Linked DNA regions of Mus musculus: region 2 is linked to region 1. A link is a contact called in public Hi-C data. All regions are on one chromosome and are shown on one strand. Each heading gives the region's core, a stretch centred on a gene start, on an enhancer-like site or on the middle of the called end of the contact. The rest is flanking DNA. Distances are from core to core; before and after follow the strand shown. Region 1 overlaps Tanc1 (tetratricopeptide repeat, ankyrin repeat and coiled-coil containing 1). Region 2 overlaps Tanc1 (tetratricopeptide repeat, ankyrin repeat and coiled-coil containing 1).

The links. Hi-C and Micro-C count contacts between places; a contact is called where the count stands out from the background.
Region 2: a contact with region 1 is called in a Hi-C map of the P5424 cell line, with 4 times the contacts expected there. The contact joins two enhancer-like sites. A contact is called at or near these places in 2 of 15 datasets of contacts at CTCF or cohesin (embryonic stem cells and pro-B cells), 12 of 484 Hi-C or Micro-C datasets (the N1E-115 cell line, the P5424 cell line, brown adipocytes and 4 more), 10 of 115 datasets of contacts at active chromatin or transcription factors (cardiomyocytes, embryonic stem cells and epiblast stem cells) and 4 of 9 other capture datasets (adipose tissue, embryonic stem cells, liver and 1 more).

Annotation. Positions count from the first base shown.
Region 1 is chr2:59,629,085-59,632,875 of GRCm38.p6, forward strand. The region is part of intron 1 of Tanc1 (tetratricopeptide repeat, ankyrin repeat and coiled-coil containing 1); the gene reads left to right. Among named protein-coding and RNA genes, the nearest start is that of Tanc1, 19 kb to the left of the region's middle. Within about 2 kb of position 2,452, at least 68 of the 459 cell types and tissues checked have an H3K27ac peak or open chromatin away from gene starts, as enhancers often do. A contact at or near this core is called in the P5424 cell line, where this site is marked.
Region 2 is chr2:59,747,479-59,750,832 of GRCm38.p6, forward strand. The region is part of intron 4 of Tanc1 (tetratricopeptide repeat, ankyrin repeat and coiled-coil containing 1); the gene reads left to right. Among named protein-coding and RNA genes, the nearest start is that of Wdsub1, 130 kb to the right of the region's middle. Within about 2 kb of position 1,508, at least 26 of the 459 cell types and tissues checked have an H3K27ac peak or open chromatin away from gene starts, as enhancers often do. A contact at or near this core is called in the P5424 cell line, where this site is marked.

The DNA.
Region 1 (3,791 bases), core at 1,202-3,701:
GCCATCTCTGTCTCCCCCAGGCCTTAACTGACTGACTGAGCCATCTCCCAGCCTTGATTTCAGGAACTTTTGATAGCTTATTAAACCATATGGTGTTGATCTTTGGTTTAAAAAAAAAATCACCTAGGAAAATGATTTATTTTTAGTATCTCGTGTGCATTTATATGGAATTTTGCCAAGGTTGCTCTTTTTAAAAGTCATTTGGATTAGCATTCAAAAGTGGCAAGCCCTGGAAATTAGTCTTTGCCTTGGCTTTTCAATGGACTTCCAGAAAGAGATTTCTAGGAAATTAGCTTCCTGGTTTTCTTGCTTACACAAAAGAGGTTGAGGGCCGGATGTTGGTGGCACAGGCCTTGAATTCTAGCCCTTGGGAGACAGAGAAGTAAGTGGATCTGTGTGTTTGAGGCCATCCTGGTCTACATAGTACATTTTAGGCCTGCTAGGGCTACACTGTGAGTCCACGTCTTAGAAAAAAAAGTCAGAGGAGTTTCGGAATCTTGGTGAGTAGAGAGAATGAATGAGGAATGTTAGATATTCTGGGGTTGTTAAATTGCCCAGGAATGGCCTAGGTTGTTCCTGATTAAACTCAGAGTCTGGGTGTGAAGCTCAATGGGAGACTGGAGAGTGCTTGTCTCCCATGATAAAAAGGCCCTGGATTTGGTTCCCTATCACAAGTCACCGGTTTCAGTCTCCTCCACATCCCCCAAAGTAACAGAAAGTACCTGTTTGAAATCTGAGTGTTAAAGTCAAGCCACCACTTAGTATATGTTGGCGTGTGTCTAGTGCCATCCAGTCCCTGCCCTCTTTGTCATGTGCAGCTCTGCCAAGTTGAGGTTTTGAAGCCAGGCGACTGTGGTAAGGCTCCAACCCAGTGCCCTGGTCCCAGTGACCTGAGTGGGTTGCACAGCTGCCTGGAGCATGCTCTCTGGGGACCTGGGGTGTGGCTACTTCTGAAGGTTGTTTCCGGAATGGAGTGTGGTGAAGTCCTAGACTTCAGGTTAATGGTGGGAGGTGGCTGAGCTTGAATATCTGCCCTGGGACACTGGGGGCCTGTTACTATGCCTGCAGTGGGTATCGTGCTGACTGTGTGCTGCTTTTCCTTGTCTGCCTCCTGGGACTCTCCAGAGTTGGGAGGAAATCTCTGAGTTGGGTGTGGCTCTGGCTGCATGGAATAGAAGGTGGGTTTGGATTTTTTTGGTTTTTGTCTTTTGTCAGAGTCTGGCTGCTCACAGTAGTTTTTGCTTCTTTGGTTCTCGTAGCCAGCAAGCTTTGCGTTAATTCTCGCAGATCAGATTAGTTTCTTGTTCATGATTCTTGTGTTGGGGAGAGAGATGAGCCTTCTCTGCCCACTTTGGGTAAATGCCATTACTACTTTGTGTCTCCTTGACTGGACTTCTCAGCTCCTAGCTCCTTGACCCTCACCTCCACCCCTGTGATACTCATTTTGTGTTCTTAGCCCTATCTGTTTCTGTCACGGGCTCCCCAGTGATTATTTGCAGGGATTGCTCTGTCTCTGCAGAAGGGATCAACTTGTAACTCCCTATGGGTTTTGGTTCAAAGGTCCGTGGTGGTGAGGAGTGAGGGCCTAGAGATGCTGTGCAGTTAGGCTGTGGGGAGACAGATTTGGGACATGGGGAAAGCTAACAGGTAGGATTAAGCTGGGCTACCGTGGCTGCTTAAGATGGTGTGCCCTTTGGATTTTCCGTAGCCCTCCCCAAAGCCCTTACTTGGGGATTCTAAAGCATGGTTGTGGGGTGGGGGCTGGTTACAAAATTTGTTCCTAAGATGCTGTCTGTTTCGCTGCCATTTCTAGATGGTTTTGGACTGACAGTTGGGCGTGAGGAGCACAGTGTCCTTAGGTTGCCCAGAGTTGTGCGCTCATCCTTACCTTCAGAACCTTAGAGTCAGAGCTCCAAAATACCCAAGAGAACAGTAAAACTTAAGGAGTAATGATTGTGGAGTTATGTAGAGAGAGACTTGGCTTCAGGTTTCCTCATCTGCTTAATGGCCTGGCAGATGTTTCTTAATATTAGAGTCTCAGTTTCTCCGTGTAGAAGGGGGGTGTCATTGAACTCATGAGAGGTAATATTTACACAGGACACCTGGAATAGGGTGTGCTCTTGTACAATCAACAGCATTGAGTTGAGTGAAAGTCTGGGAGCTACGAGGATGAAGATGTGGTCTGTGTTTTGGAAGAGCAGTGCATCTGTGGGCAGGGCTGACAGAGCAAGCAGGAGCTTAGGTGCCAGGACCTACTCTGAGGAGCAGAGTACGGGAGAGGCTCCTCTCGCCAGGGCTTGCCAATTCTTTGAAACTTTTCAAGACAAGTTTGTGCCTAAGCCATCTTTGGAAAGACTAAGAACTGAGTTTGTTTCTCTGTTGCTGTGATAAACACCATGACTAAAAGCAGCTTGAGGGGGAAAGGGCTTATTTCATTTTACAGGTTACAGCCACCGTGGAGGGAAGCCAAAGCCGAGAACACAGGGCAGGAACTTGAATCTGAAACCACAGAGGAAGGGTGCTTACTGGCACGTCGCCAGGTCCCCTTCAGCTGCTTTATAAAAAAAAAAATGGTGTTAGCATCCTTTCTTCCTAACTGAGAACACCTTTCACACAAAGCCTTGATCTCATACTAACACACCTGGCGTGGGGATTGTTCTGTAGGGGTCAGAGGACAAGGATGCAGCCAAGCTTTCCTGATGGTGATGCTTTAACTGCAGGTTACAGGAGCCACACATCCCCAGTTTGTTTTCTCTGTACACACACACACACACACACACACACACACACACACACACACACACACACCTTTGGGTGGCTGTCTTAGTCAGGGTTTCTATTCTTGCACAAAACATCATGACCAAGAAGCAAATTGAGGAGGAAAGGGTTTATTCAGCTTACACTTCCATACACAGGGTAGGAACTTGGAGGCAGGAATTGATGTAGAGGCCATGAAGGAGTGCTGCTTACTGGCTTGCTTCCCACTGGCTTTCTCAGCTTGCTTTCTTATAGAACCCAGGACTAGGCACCACCCACAATAGGCTAAGCTCTATCCCCATTGATCACTAATTGAGAAAATGCCTTACAGCTGGATCTCATGGAGGCATTTTCTCGAGGGAAACTCCGTTCTCTGTGATAACTCCAGGTTGTGTCAAGTTGACACACAAAACCAGCCAGTACAGTGGCCCAAGTCACTAACCTCACCGTCACAGACTATGACCATGCAGTGGTCCACCTCACTAACAGGTTGCCCTACTATCAAATCAATGGCAAAACTCTCATTCACTTCTTTGTGATGATTATAAACTAAACCTACCTGCCTAGTAATGGTGATAACCTGGGTCTTCTACATCAATCAGCAATCTAGAAAATGCCCCCAAAGACAAGCTCACAGGCCAATCTGATAAAGAACAATTCCCCAACTAAGGGTCCCTCGTCCCAGGTGTGTCAAGTTGTCAACTAAGATTAGCCATCACAGATGGGTTGTAGCCAAAGCAACAGCATGAGCAGTGGATGGAAATATTTAGAGCTATAACGAATCTGAGAGGGATGGGTAGATTGCAGGAGGAAGGTGGTCCAGAGATGGGGGCTCAGAGAGCCTGATGTGAGTATCGGTGGGCCTCGGAGACCTTGCTGAAGAAGAACTGATTGATTCTGTAGGTAGTGGAACCTCTGAAAGGCTTAATGGGAAGGACTCGGTCAAATTTTCTTTCCTGTTAGCTTGGTAGGAAGGGAGAAGGGAGGCCAGGAAGCCAGCCAGACTCTTGCATGGTAAGATAGTATCTTGACCT
Region 2 (3,354 bases), core at 258-2,757, 120 kb after region 1:
TGGATGATTCCAGTTGGTTCCTCACCTTAGGTTTCTTATCCTAACCCCAGTTTCTGTAAGCCTCTAGAAATCAAGTGACTTGATTGGGGACGTGTCTTACCTTATTACACACTTCTAACACAGTGTTGCCTGAAGGCCTCGTGAAAACTTTCTAAGTTACTCTGCACACATGTCCACATCCCTTGCCAAAGGAAAGGGAGAAGAGGAAATAGGGACATTTCTCAGCACAGAGCCTCAGCTTCAACAAATGCATTGGAATTGTGTAAATGCTGGCACAATGAAGACAGAGAGCGGTTCTGCGTCCCAGTATATTCATATGTTCTGTTATAGTCGGCTGCATCCCGAAGCCCTGGAAACCTATGGTCTTTCTCCAAACCCAGAACTTTGCCTTTTCAGGATGTGATGTGTAGAGCCGTTTAATGCACACCCTTTTGAGGCCAGCTTCTTGGCTGGGTGCACTTCGGACTCATGCACGTCACAGTGGGTATCGATAAACTTTTACTGCCTGTTTCACAAGTAGTCCACTGCATGCATATGCCACAGCTTGTCCATTTGCCAGTTGGAAGTCACTTGGGTAGTTTCCAGTTTGGGGTGACGATAAATGAAATTGCTTTAACTGTGAGCACACTGTCTTTTGTATAAGCACAAGTGTCCTTTCCCTTGGGGAGGGACTTAGGGGACTTAGGAGTGGAATTGGCAGGATCATATAGTATGTACGATATAATTTGTATGAAAGCATCAACTATTTTCGAAAGCAGTTAAACGTTTTGTAGTCTCGCCAGCAGAACGGGAGCTAGGTGGTTCCGCATCGTCTGCAGCTGCGCCTTTTGTGTGGTCGAAGGTGTTCGCTGTTCTGTAAGGTCTGCGCACTGTCTGAGAGGGGCTTAGGTAATCTTTGATGGTCTCTGTATCCAGCTCAGCTGAGAGGGCTTTGTTAACTGTAATTGATGCCACCATCTTTACACTGGATTTTCTGTAGCCCAGACAAACCTTGAGCCCACTGTGTAGCCAGGGATGACCTTGAACGCTCCAGCCTCCTGCATCTACCATCAAAGTGCTAGGAGTACAGACTTGGGCCACTGCATCTCACTTTATGTGGTGATGGGGATTGAATTCAGGATGTTGTGAACACTAGCCAGGCACTTTGCCAATTGAGATACTTCCCCAGCTCTCACACTGTTAAAAAAAAAAAAACCCAAAACCCTATAATTCATCTTCATTCTAACCTAATTATACCTGTAAGTCTTTCCACTTAACACTCCTTCATAGATACGTCTCTGTAAGAGTGATTGGAGTCTGCATCTCTCAGGCCCTCTTCTCCCTGATGTCAGTGCCCAGAGGTTGGGTGGATTTGACACAGATGAGACACAGATGATTCTGAGGGTGAAGAATAATATGTGTGTTTCTTTGGTGTGGCCATTTCTCTGTGGTGTGGGATAGGAAGGCTCCTATACATGCTGAGAGGTGGTGGGGTACCTGTGCACACATGCACATCAAAGGTAAAGCCAAGGGCGATGGGCTACTCCTACCTTACACTGGGGACTGAGAGTGAGGCTCAGGAGTGTTCTGCTCTGACCCGTTCCTGGATGCTGGGGAGGAAGAATGAAGCAGGAACTCAGCACCTTCCCACGGGGAGGGGTCCTTAGGTGGGTGAGACACCTGCTCTTCATCTGCCTCTTCATGTCTCTTAGCTGACATAAGGGCAGAGGGTTTAAACTAGGTGTGCTGTAGCCATTGTACTAAATGAAAGTTTGAGGAAGTATTTGCAAATTTAATTTTTTTTCCTGAGAACATATTACTTCTTAATTAAGTAAAATGCATTTTTTTTTAAAGCCCTTTCTTCTTGGGAGTCAATATCTGTGGGAAGACAAGACCTTCAACCTCTTAAGCATTTTCTAGCGTGACCCCGCCCCTTCCCCTGCAAGCATTTTCTAACGTGACTCCGCCCCCTCACCTGCAAGCATTTCCTACTGTGACTCCACCCCCTCACCTGTAAGCATTTCCTACCATGACCCCGCCCCTTCACCTGCAAGCATTTCCTACTGTGACTCCGCCCCCTCACCTCAAGCATTTCCTACTGTGACTCCGCCCCCTCACCTCAAGCATTTTCTACCGTGACTCTGCCTTCCTACCGTGACTCCTCCCCTCACCTTCAGGTGCATCCCTGGCAGTGCGTTTTCCTTTCTGATGCTTTCCCTAGTGACAGCACTGTGCCATGGCAGCTCTCTCTCTCCTTTTTTCACTTGATTGTAAGCTTCCTCAGGAAGTAGGCAAGGTCTCAATACCTATGGGGGGGGGGGGCGCTCAGTAGTTAAGAGAGCTGGCTGCTCTTCCAGAGGAACTGTGTTGTTTAATTCCCAGCACCCACATGGCAACTCCAGTTCCACTCTCACACAGACATACATACATGCAGTCAAAACACCGATGTACATGAAATGAAAATAAATTTTACAACCCCCCCATGGGTGGGTACCCCAGAATTGCCCTTGTAAGGTGGGTCTGAGAATGTGCATTCTGACAAGTATAGGTGACCACACTCGGGAATGGAGTGCCCAGAACCCGCAGGGGAAGAAGGTTCTCAGGATCCTGCTTCTCGCTCTTTGTATTTAGCTACTTCAAAGGATGCAGGCTTCCTTTCCTGCCCTAGGACCAACGGCAGAGCCATCTCCTCACTGGCTGTTTCCGTCTCTTCGGAAAACTGGGACATGACCCTTCCAGGAAGGGTACAGATCTTTCTCCCAGGGCCACCATAAAATTAATGGCTCTCCCTTTTACTTATAACTGGTTCATACCAGTTGACTACACCTAAGCTGAAGTGCCTTGAAGTCAGATTTTAGTGCTTGCAGTATTTCTTAATATGTACAGTAAGATATCATAGAGGTGGGACCCAAGTCTAAGCACAAAATTAATTTATGGTTTATATACCCTAAAGACATGGCCTGGAGGTAACTTTAGACAGTATTTCAGTGTGCTTGTGCTCTGACTGTGGCTTGTGACATGAAAGCAGGTGGGACATTTACCACTTGTATATCAGGTCTCTGCTCAAGACCCAGGTTTAAGAGATATTCTCATATTCTCTCCTCTCCCCTCTCCCTGCCCCCACCTTTTTCCCTTTCCCTCCCTCCCTCCTTCTCTTCCTCTCTCTCTCCCTCCCTCTCCCTTCTCTCCCTCCCTCTCCCTTCTCTCCTCTCCCCTCTCCTCTCCCTGCTCCCACCTCTTTCCCTCTCTCTCTCCTTCTCTTCCTCTCTCTCCTCTCTCCCTCCCTCTCCCTTCTGCCCTCTCCCCTTTCCCTCTCCCTGCCCCTACCCCTCTCCCTCCTTCTATCCCTCTTTCTCTCTTATCCTCTCTCTCCCT